Regions from separate parts of the Bos taurus genome. Here region 1 is linked to region 2. The links are chromatin contacts, called in public Hi-C maps. All regions are on one chromosome and are shown on one strand. Each heading gives the region's core, a stretch centred on a gene start, on an enhancer-like site or on the middle of the called end of the contact. The rest is flanking DNA. Distances are from core to core; before and after follow the strand shown. Region 1 holds the start of RNGTT (RNA guanylyltransferase and 5'-phosphatase). Region 2 holds the start of UBE2J1 (ubiquitin conjugating enzyme E2 J1).

Region 1 (5,987 bases), core at 3,076-5,575, 290 kb before region 2:
ACACTGGAGAAGGAAATGGCAACCCACTCCAGTGTTCTTGCCTGGAGATTCAGAGGGACGGGGGAGCCTGGTGGGCTGCTGTCTATGGGATCGCACAGGGTCGTACACAACTAAAGTGACTTAGCAGCAGTATCTCATAATATTCTATAATAGAGTCATATTACTGTACTTGTTATAACAAAACTTTGTTTAAAAATGATGATTTACTACTTCCAAGAAACTATATGCTTTTAAGTTGAGGGACTATATCTTAATCATCTCCCAAGTCCCAAAAACTAGCACAAAGTATACACAAATATTTGCTAAGTAAAATGACTTCAAAGTCACCAATATTCTCATAAAACTATCATATTTATAGTCCCAGTTAGTTCCCAGGAAGTTCTTTACACATAGTATATATAAACTGTTATGTTGAATAATCTGCCTTTTAAGAAATGAGAAGCTAGTTTTATTCAAAGTGTTCACCTAAAATCCATCACTCAGAAGGAGAAAAAAAAGAATTCTTCAGAAGTTCCTTCAGAAAAGCCTCAGAAGGAGAAAGGGCCTATCTCCAAGAGCTCTCTCACTGGAAGTCTGGTTTAAGTAGAAAAAGGAACTTCATTGGGGAACAACTTGTTTTTATAATTAGTGCCATCTTCTTTCTGATTCAGAAAAATTATGAACTTGCATAGTACTAATAAGAGTTGGTGATGGACAAGGAAGCCTGGCGTGCTACAGTCCATGGGGTCGCTAAGAGTCAGACATAACTGAGCAACTGAACTGAACAAGGCATCCTAACGTTTACAATGAGAAAATTTAGCCATCATATTTTTCTAAATGTGCAAAATATCAAAGAAATTATACAATAAGCATGGATTCTTTTTCTAATGAGAAAAAAGAGGAAGAAAAGAGGAGGCAGAAATTGGGAATATGAATGATTCCTTATTTTTCCCTAAAGCTTGCAATAATATAGCTAGCATTTCTTGTTCTACTACTATAAAACACTGCCAACCCTGCATTATCTAAAATACACAATGTGTCATGAACGCTTCTAGGACACAGAATTTTAAGGTAAATTCAGAGAGATTTAAGAATTTTATGTTGTATTCCCTTTACTTTTTAACAAGGGTCACATGCCAAAGCAGACCTGATTACCAGTAAAGATCCAGTTGGTTGCCAGGAGGCCTGGGGTTCTGTCCAGGGCCCACAGCTGCTCAGATGAGCTGAGTTTAGTGACTCAGTGAGCACAATAACTAAAAGTCTAGCTTTTGGGGGTTAAAATACTCCAATACAATAAAAAGGAAAACTTTTTTATTCCTGACCCTTCATCTCCAGGAGAGGGAAAAAGAAAAGAAAAGCACACAACTCTATTTCTTAGAGTGATAAAGCTGTCTAGGGCTTGCACTTCACTGGCTGCTGTCCACCCCCAGTCAGTACATACATGTGTCCCTTTATCTACCAAGAAGTCAGTATCCTGATATTTGTCATTGCCATGAGCAGACTACATTAAAATTCTGACTTTTAAGCTGTTTTTCTAATTCCAAATAAAAAATAATTCTCTTTTGACAAGATCTTCTTTATGATTTTGTTTTCCTCACAAATAAATGTAGCTGGTAACTCTAATAATAAAGCATCCAGAAACATGTGCCAAGTTAAAAAAGAAGTCAGACATCTAAGTTCAGAGGTTTCTTCATAACTCTATAATGGGGGAAAATGTAAAAAAAAAAAAAAAAAGATTCAATACTAAGTTAGAGATAACAAGGGAAAAAAGTCAAAATGTCTGAAGAGTAAGACCTATAAAGAAAAGTGTAAAGAACTGTAATCAATTCATCTAAAGAAAGTACAATGACTATCAACTACAAGTGAAAATGCCTATAAAAATGGTTAGAACATAAAGAAAATTATTTCATTTTTGTTAAGGAAAACCATTTCCTCACCCTAAGACTTATTTAGATTATCTTTCAATAAGACTTTTATCCATCATTTATATGGTTTTACTGACTGAAGATTTAACATAAAATGTGAAGAAAAGCTGACAAACCAGAAGAATCAGAAAACATGAATTAAAAAATGACTACAGAATCTTCTCTTCCAACCATTTAAAATAACTAGGCAGACATACTAAAGATGTGTATATAATTAATAAGCATGCATAGTTCACTACAAAATCCTTTAATTTTGTTTCAAAACATCTTCTAGAAAAAGCATTAGGTTGACGTTAGTTAAACTTTAAAATTTTAATTCTTCAAAAGAAACAACAAAAGAGAATGAAAAGGCAAGCCACAAACTGGAGAAAAGACTTTGAAAAGCATATGAAGTTCCAATACTTTGGCCATCTGATGCAAGGAGCCAACTCACTGGAAAAGACCCTGATGCTGGGAAAGACGGAGGGCAAGAGGAGAAGGGGTAACAGAGGATGAGTTGGTTGGATAGCATCACCGACTCATTGGATGTGAGTTTGAGCAAACTCCAGGAGATTGAGAAGGACAGGGAAACCTGGCGTGCTGCAGTTCAAGGGGTTGCTAAGAGTTGGACATGACTTAGCAATTGAACAACAAAAAAAAGATTTGTATTTACAACATATAAAGAAAAATAACAACTCAAAAATAAAACCACCCAATTTTAAAAATCAGCAAAGGAACTTCCCTGGTGACCCAGTGGCTAAGACTCTGAGTTCCCAATGCAGGGGTCCTAGGTTGGATCCCTGGCTAGGGAACTAGATCCTACATTCTGCAACTAAGAGTTTCCACATGCCCCATCTTACGATCTCCAGTGCCGCACAAAGATCATAGATCCCAAGTGCTGCAACTAAGACCCTGCACAGTCAAATAAATAAAAATAAATATTTTTTAAATCAGCAAAAGTTTTGGACATTTCATAAAAGAAGATATTTCCAAGAAGCACATGAAAAGATGCTCAACATCAAACCACAATAAGACAGTACTAAGTCCCTATTGGGGCTTCCCTGAGAGCTCAGTTGGTAAAGAACGGGTAATATTAAAAAGACTGATCAAATCAAGTGTTAGGATATGGAGCAAAGAAAAATCCTCATACTGATAGTCAGGAATGCAAAATGTTATGACTTTGAAAAGAGTTTGGCAGTTTTTTGAAATGTTAAACGTACACCTACTGTATGATCCATCCCTCTCCTAAAGATTTACACAGGGGAAAAGAAAACATATGCCCATACAAAGAACTGCACATTAATGTTCATAGTAAGTTAGTATGCAACAGCCAAAAACTGAAAACCCAAAGGACCATCAACGAATGAATGAATAAACAAATCTAATTTAAACCGGTGTAGCTGTAACAATAGACTATTACTTGGCAGTAATAAGGGATGAGTTAATGATACACACAAGCACACGTATAAATCTCAAAATAATAATGCTGAGTGAAAGATGCCAGAGATCGTCCCCAAAAGAGAGTATGTTTCCATTTATTTTAAAAATTATACAAAATGCAAACTAAATCTATAGTGACAGAGAGCAGATCACCGGTTGCCTGCAGAGGGAGGGATTATCAAGAGCTGGAGGAAACCTGAAGAGGTGATGATTATGTTTACTATCTGTGTTTCATAGGGGGTGTGCGGAAGTCAAAATTTACCCAACGGTACACTTTTAAATTTAAAGTCTGTTGGGTCAAACTCAAAGATGAAAAAGTCCTCAAAAGTCATTCTTTAAAAAAAAAAAAAGATTTTAAAAAACTAAGCAAAACAAAAACCTCCAGTCTCGGTGTGGATCAATTTCACCGCTGGGAACTGCCCTTCCTCTTCTTAAGCCTTCCTTCATCTCAAGACCGACAGACACCCTTCCGAGAACCCTGAAAGGTTTACAAAACTCTTGACTAAGCTTCAAAGTACTGCCCCTTGAGTTCTTGCGTCCTCAGTTCCTGCCACACAGAAACCTCCTATCTACCTTCCTGTTTGCAACATTTAGCCTTAACAAGTGCCCCTATTCCCTCCAGTCCAGATTCCCAAACAAGCTTCATCGGACCGAACATATCTCGGTCCTGAAACACCACTACCGAAAGCTGCACGCCCTCAGCCCACTCTCGGACCCGCCCGTGCGCGGGGACTCGAACACCCCGGTCCCGGTTACCTGCCACCGGCTGGCCGCGCCGCGGACAGTTTAGCCACCGCGGCGGGATCTTGTTGTGAGCCATGTCTTGGGGCCGCGCACAGCCGCCCCTCCACCAACGCTCGGCCTAGCCGCCGCCTCCTCGCGGTCCGCTCTGAACCACAGGTCTGAGGTACCCGAATCCCGGACGGCGTCCGAACCCTAGCCGCTCGGACGCGGGTAACGTCAGCGGCAGCGCGCCACTTCCATTCAGGCTCAACTCTAGGCGAGCCCACAATGCACCGCCACTTCCGCCCCCAAAGGCCCCACCCACTTCTTTCCGAGGTCAGAGGTGAAAAAGAGACGCCGGCGGAGGGATGGGAAGGAGTTAAGGCCAAGGCGAGTGGAAGGGGCGGGTCTTCCCTCGCCCCGCCCCGCCCAAATCTCGGACAGCTCTGTGGGCGACTTTGCACATGCTCGGCTGCTATAGTGGGAGAAGGCAATGGCACCCCACTCTGGTACTCTTGCCTGGAAAATCCCATGGACAGAGGAGCCTGGTAGGCTGCAGTCCATGGGGTCGCTAAGAGTCAGACACGGCCGAGCGACTTCACTTTCACTTTTCACTTTCATGCATTGGAGAAGGAAATGGCAACCCACTCCAGTGTTCTTGCCTGGAGAATCCCAGGGACGGGGGAGCCTGGTGGGCTGCTCTCTATGGGGTCGCACAGTGTCGGACACGACTGAAGCGACTTAGCAGCAGCAGTAGCAGCAGCAGCAGCTGCTGCCATAGTACGGGATACCGCAGAACTACCGTTCTTTACATTTCTGTCTCGACAGCCGATGGAAACCCTGGAGAATGAAAGGAAACCAAGCCTCTTTCCAAGCGTAGAGTAGTCCGCAGATTTCGTTAAGGCATCTGTTTTACTGACGAAAGGGGCTTTCCCGCCGCCGTCATACTCCAAGAGCCTGATCGCCCTTTTTTCGGCCAAGTTTGGCGTCCCGGCAGGATCTGGGTTTGACTGGGAATTGGAAAAGTTTTTCCTGACTTGGATTAGCGGAACAAGCTTTAGAGAAACTCTAAGGGCGAGAGATTGGAGCACCCGAAATGAAGGATTTCTCTTTGGGGGTGTGCTTCTAGGGATCCATGAAGCATCTGAAATTAACCCCAAAATGGGTTTTATGAGTTTTGTTTCTACATTTCTGGAGCAGTTTTATAGTGTATTTGGGAGTCTCAAAGTTACCAACTAATGTGTGTAATTGGCAAAGGCAGGAATTGCTCAGTGGAGTACCGCTACGCGGCAGTGTTCTCAATTTGGTTTACCAAATGGTCTTTCCTTCCAGTTAAGCCCGTGAGATTGGAAGCATCTTCCAATTCCAGGCGATTGGAAGTTCATTTTATAAACTGTGTCCTGTAATAAGACTTTCTATAGCTACTAGACTAATTTAGTTAAAGTATGAAATATAAAGCTGGATGCTGGCAAGTTAATTATAGTGTTAACAGGCTGGTTTTAAATGTTAGTGCTGTATTTGAACTGCAAGAGAATGCGGTTTGGGGCAGGGCAGGGAATGCGTGTTAAAGCAGTGGTCTCCAACCTTTTTGACCAATTTCATGAGAGACAGTTTTTCCACGAACCAGGCTAGGGAGAGGGGGTGGGTTTCAAGATGATTCAAGTGCATTTCATTCATTGTGCACTTTTATTTCTATTATTATGACACCAATTCCACCTTAGATCATCAGGCATTAGATCCTGGAGGTTGGGGATCTGATGTTAAAGTGCTGGTGAGAAACTTGTGGGACTGCTCAGCTCCCAAATGCCTGGACCATCTCAATATGATCAGAATTCTCCCCAGAAATGGAAAGGGGCTCTCTCTGTTTGAGAGAGCCTGAATTAGTTGGCACTCCTGGTCTGTCTGGCTGTTATATCTGTTGAGACCTTTTAGTGAAAGTAA
Region 2 (6,071 bases), core at 1,170-3,669:
CAAGAGGTGTCCTCACATAGAGTTCTGCCCATTATCACAGGTCCATTCTAGAAAAATCATTAAAAATACATTGTTTCATCTATAAAATGAACAAATTTACTATCCATATGCTAACAAACTGGCCTTTAACCAGTTATTTGTATTGTCTTAATTGTTCCATCCATACCTCTAAGACAATTACACGTCAGATAGAAAAAGGGTTATAGCTCTTACATTGTGCAGCGTTTTTAACCACTTCCTTTCATGCATGCGTTACCTTAAAAAGTATTACAAGACAGAAAAAAACAAAGAAAACATTTTCACTTGCTTCCCGCACTTTCAGTAAGTTCCATATTTCGGCTAATTCACTTTTTCTATGAATACCAAATGATCTGTAGAATTAAAAAAAAAAAGTTTAAAAAAAACCCTCCTTTTTAGAACAACAGCACTACCTCTGAGGAAATGAAACTGAAAAGACGAAGCAATTTATTATACGGCTAGAAGCATGTCTACCAAAGAAAGCTCAACCAGTACCTTCCTTACAGTAGGTCATACAGTGTAGAAACAGAATAAAAATTCTGAAGAATTTTAAAAGCTTATCACAGTCTCGGGTACAATAGCCTATCAAAATTCAGCAAAGTCCTCTGACAACAATCTCTTGGGACCCACCAACACTCCATTCCAAATTGCACTATTTCTCATTTTCATTATTCTCTGGACATTCCACTAAATACCTCAGCTGTCTCAAGGAACTTGGTATCATGGGACCAGTTACCCTACGTTTTACCCACATATTGTTATTAAAATCTAGCACAATTTCCACATTCTAAACATTCCAACATCTAATCTTAAAATTAAGCTTTTCTTTCCCTCTTTCTCTTTCATCTCCCTTTATTCCCCCTGGCGTAGGAGATGGGTTGAGCATAGCAGGGGTGGTGAATCCACTGAAATTGAATCCTATAAACATATTTCTTCTAGAGTCCAAACCCTTCCGCGGATTTTTTTAAGTCTATGGCTCCCCCAAACGTTATGACTGATTCTTGGTTACTGGAGAACGTTTCTTAGCCTGACAGAACTCAAGTTAACAAAGCTCTGTTCAATCAGTATCCTCAGGCTTTTCTTCAGTCTTTGTTACGTTTTTAAGTCATTAAAAAAATCCAAGATTCACAGTACTCTCTCCAACAGCATGCTAATCTTGGTGATTCTTACTGAGAAGTTGCTTCTTCGGTAGAAAAAAAAAAAAAAGAACCAATAAAGGTTGGCCAAACCATCACTAAACTAAAATCCTTTATTAGGATTATTTAGACCTAAAGTGTGGAGTTTCTCCCTCTGAACAAATTTATCAAGGTACAAATCCAATACCACTTATAGAATCCAAAGGTTTCAAGCCTATCTTAATCTGAGAGCTGCTTACTTGTCGTGCTTCTTTATTTTGTTGTTAAGTCGCTAAGTCGTTTCTGACTCTTTCGCGACCCCATGGACTGTAGCCCGCCAGGCTCCTCTGTCCACGGGATTCTCCAGGCAAGAATACTGGAGTGGGTTGCCATTTCCTCCTCCAGGGGATCTTCCGGACCAGAATCCAACCCGCGTCTCCTGCACTGGTAGGCAGATTCTTTATCGCTGAGCCATCAGGGAAGCCCGCTTCTTTATTATACACCAGAAAAGTATTTGAGGCTAGTGTTTGGCTGCTTCTGTGAATGAAGCAGGGGTATTAAAGACAGGAAGAGAAGTTTCTATGCCTGAACAGAGACATACATACATCATACCAGTATGGCTAAAATCATGGTTAGTTCTAAAGTGCATGGCTCAACTAGTTTTCTTAGCTTTTTGGTTAACCGCTTTAGTCTAGAACATTTCCTTTATGTCTGTAATTCTATCTGCCCCCAAAGGCTGCAAACAGGACGTTTAAACGAAATCCTCAAATGAGAGTGAGTCAAACAGCTAATATATAAAAAGTCCGGTGGCGGCGACGGAAAAGAGCTAACGACCGTGTTCAAGGCGCAGGTAGGGCAAGGGGTTGATCTCTATTACTCACGGCTATCACCATTACACCTGTTCTCGGGGATAAGCTGATAACCCAGTTCTACGTGGCGAAAATGAGGGAAGGGCAGTCGGGGTGCGGAGGGGAGACCCCAGGTTTTGTGCCTGCCGGGCCGCCCGGCTCCGCGGCCTGCACCAGCCCGGCAGGCAGCGGGCTGGCGTAGAGCGCGGAACCGGGAGCGGAGCGGCGAGTGGCGGCCGACGCGAGGGGTCCGTGGAGCGGGTCCCCGGGGTCCGGGGTCACTCCCCCATCGCGCTCACCGTGCGGCACCGCCCCCGCCCACAGCCCCGCTCACCCGGACTCTTCAGGTTGTAGCGGGTCTCCATGGCGGGTGGCTGGCCCGGCTCCAGCCTCCCGGCCCGCCGCCGCCGTCACCGCCTCTCCGCGCCGCCGCCTCCCGCGACTCAACTCGGTTCGGGCCGACCGGGTCTGGCCGAGGAGCCTCAGCGGTGGCCGCCCCGCCCAGGCCGGGACTGCGGGCGGGGCGGGAGGGCGCGCGCTCCGCGGTGGCGCCGCCTCCTCCGCTGCTCCCCCGCCTCCCAGAGGGCCGGGCAGGCGCCGGCGCCGGCCGGGGTGTCGCTGAAGCCGGGGCTGGGCTGGAGGTCAGCCTCCTCGTCTGGCCGCGGGCCCAAAGCCGCCGCGGCCGCCCGGCCTGCGTCACCCTCCCTCGCCCAGGTTTTGTGAAGTTGTCCTGACGTGGCAGTCGCTTCGTGGCGGGGGCGCGGCTCGGCCACTGGTCACTTCCCCGGTCCCGCGAAGCGCACTCCCGGATCTGCAGGAGTGGGCGGCGCTCCGGTCTTATCCTTGCCCAGACCCACCCAGGCTCCCCAGGCGCTTGCGGGACTCCCCGCGGAAAGGCGCTGCCCGAAACGCCCCGATCGTCCTCGCGGCGGGCGTATCTGGGCCCAGGTCCTCGAGACCGGTTCAGAGCCACCCCGACCCGGCGCCCGTGTGGCCCGGCTACTGCCAAGTGCTTTGTTTTCAGATCGGTAGCTGTTTGGGGTGGAAACAGTTAAGCAGGAAAGGAGAAATCCAGAGATAAGAGAATGTGAAGGGTTTTTATAACATTTTTTACCCCCAGACAAATGTGCTTGGGTGCAAGGCAGTTAGTTAAGCATTTGGGGAGATTTTTTAAAAAAATAATTGGGTTCGGAAGCATACATATATGAAAGGTATCCCCTCAAAGAACACATTTCAGGGTTCATTGTATAAGCTGACGTCACGAAAAAGACTTAAAAAGGGACAAGGATTTAGGAAAAGGGGGTGGATTGGCACGATGGAAAGGATGAAGAGGGAAGGAGAGAATTCCATGTGGAATGAAGAGGATTAAATCAGGTTGGGCAACTTTTATTTTGTTATATAAACATAGAAAACTTTCTTTTTGAAAGGTAACAATATGCCACCCCAAAATATGTCTCTTTGGCATAAGGATTATCTTGAACTGGATATTTTTGAGAAAGAGCAGGCACAAGAGAATCTCTGAAAACAGAGTAGAATTTACCGTTTCCTACTGCTGCTGCTGCTAAGTCACTTCAGTCGTGTCCGACTCTGTGTGACCCCATAGACGGCAGCCCACCAGGCTCCCCCGTCCCTGGGGGTCGCAAAGAGTCGGACACGACTGAGCGACTGAATTGAACTGAAGGGAAATTCACGTTTTTTAAAACACATTTTTTTTTGCTGTGCTGTGCTTAGTCGCTTAGTTGTGTCTTCTTGCGACCCCATGGACTCTTTGCAACCCCATGGACTGTAGCCCCCCAGGCTCCTCTGTCCATAGGGATTTGCCAGGCAAGAATACCAGAGAGAGTTGCCATACCCTCCTCCAGGGGATCTTCCCAACCCAGGGATCTAATCCAGGTCTTCTGCATTGCAGGTGGATTCTTTATGGCCTGAGCCACTAGTGTCTGAGAAAGTTGATGGAGGGGGTACTAACAAATCTTCGAAACAACCTTTACCCGTTTCCCTGTGCCCTTTCATTACTGGCGTCCTTCAATCCCCCTACAGCTTTCTTCTGTCTTTAGCTGAAGATACTATTAATCTTTGGTAATGACTCAGGGAGTTACTCAGCTTGTTTCTTCTTTTGTTCATTTGTTGCAAGGGGTTTCAGCCAAGAACTCATAAGGGAAAAGTTTGCCTTTTCACTGGTGGTGACATGGGTTATTTATACCCATTTTACAGATGAAGACAATTGAGGTCTCAGAGAACTCAAGCTTAAATTCTTCGTGTTTTCAACTACATTAAAAGTTCTTATCTGTGGCCCCCCAAAATATTGCCTGCCATTTCAGTAAACAAAGGATATCTGCCTACCATCAGCTGTGGCAGTTGCCCGTTGAAGGTACACACTGAAGGGAATTCAGGATAAAGTAAAACAGGATACTGGCCCTAGAGAGTGGACAGAATAATTTCAGAGTCCAGACTCTTGCATCTTCTCATAGGTAGAAAAGCACTAAAATCATTAACTTGAGATACCTATATTTTTGTGATTAACAGTAATCTTTTGATGTTCAACTACATGTTTTTTTATGTTTTTTGTTTGGTTGGTTTTTTCCCAGCAAGAACTCCTGTATATCCTGGCTCCTCTCTTACCAATTTGGAATGACTCCTCAGAGATACCTGAGAGGCAGCATCCTAGACTAAAGTCCTCAGGCCACCAAATAAAACAGAATTCTCAACATTTAGAATGTGCATTTTTTTCCAGTTGACATATCTTTCTGACATATTATTTTTTATCATATTGATAAAAAGAAGTTTTTTAGATTTTTATTAATTTCTTGATTTGAATACCTTGAAATCCAATTTACAGAGGTTCTTCAAGTTTCACTGACTTACATTCAAGGCTACTTATCTAGAAAGTGGAAGGACCCTGATTCAAGTCCAGGTCTTCTGACTCTGAAACTGGGATTGTTTTCACTGCAATAAAAAGGAATCAAGCTGTCTTTCTTGTCTTATATTCATGTAAAGCCTTTTTTCCCTGTCATCTGAAAAGAGGAACATGCTTCTTAGAACCTCAGAGGTATTCTTGAACTGCTGTCGACTGCAAGTTCATGTGCCCGACACAGTGAGGCCAAACAAACCAAAACCTCAGAGTTTGGAGCAGAGAACAGTTCATTGCAAGGGCCAAGCTAAGAGAGTGAGTGGCTCCTGCTCAAAACATGAACTCCCAGATGATTTTCTGGTGAGTTTTAGGGCTCCCAAGTGTGTGACTTTCTTCTGATTGGTTGGTGGTGAGGTAACAAGGTGGTGCACCAGGAATCTTGTGCTCAGCCTGAAGTTACCCTGCTTATTTGACTTATATGCAGAGTACATCATGAGAAACGCTGGGCTGGATGAAGCACAAGCTGGAATCAAGATTGCTGGGAGAAATATCAATAACCTCAGATATGTAGATGACACCACCCTTATGGCAGAAAGTGAAGAGGAACTAAAAAGCCTCTTGATGAAAGTGAAAGAGGAGAGTGAAAAAGTTGGCTTAGAACTCAACATTCAGAAAACTAAGATCATAGCATGTGTGGTTCCATCACTTCATGGCAAACAGATGGGGAAACAATGGAAAGAGTGAGAGACTGTATTTTGGGGGGCTCCAAAATCACTGCAGATGGTGACTGTAGCCATGAAATCAAAAGACGCTTCTTGGAAGAAAAGTTATGACCAACTTAGACAGCATATTAAAAAGCAGAGACGTTACTTTGCCAACAAAGGTCCGTCTAGTCAAAGCTATGGTTTTTCCAGTAGTCATGTGTGGGTGTGAGAGTTGGACTATAAAGAAAGCTGAGCACCAAAGAATTGATGCTTTTGAACTGCGGTGTTGGAGAAGACTCTTGAGAGTCCCTTGGACAGCAAGGAGATCCAACCAGTCCATGCTAAAGGAAATCAGTCCTGAATATTCATTGGAAGGACTGATGCTGAAGCTGAAACTCCAATACTTTGGCCACCTGATGCAAAGAACTGACTCATTGGAAAAAGCCCCTGATGCTGGGAAAGATTGAGGGAGGGAGGAGAAGGGGACTACAGAAGATGAGATGGTTGGATGCCATCACTGACTCAGTGGACATGA

Evidence for each region. Hi-C and Micro-C count contacts between places; a contact is called where the count stands out from the background.
Region 1: a Hi-C map of liver shows a contact between it and region 2, with 2.1 times the contacts expected there. The contact joins the promoter of RNGTT here to the promoter of UBE2J1 in region 2. A contact is called at or near these places in 2 of 11 Hi-C or Micro-C datasets (liver and skin fibroblasts).

What each region holds. Positions count from the first base shown.
Region 1 is chr9:61,100,441-61,106,427 of ARS-UCD2.0, reverse strand. RNGTT (RNA guanylyltransferase and 5'-phosphatase) reads right to left here and starts at 4,325. Exons shown (of 16, transcript NM_001046085.2): 1 at 4,080-4,325. The coding sequence starts at 4,143.
Region 2 is chr9:60,809,064-60,815,134 of ARS-UCD2.0, reverse strand. UBE2J1 (ubiquitin conjugating enzyme E2 J1) reads right to left here and starts at 2,419. Exons shown (of 8, transcript NM_001206186.1): 1 at 2,316-2,419. The coding sequence starts at 2,346. It overlaps MIR2903 (microRNA mir-2903), which reads right to left and starts at 2,209; the gene lies at 2,122-2,209.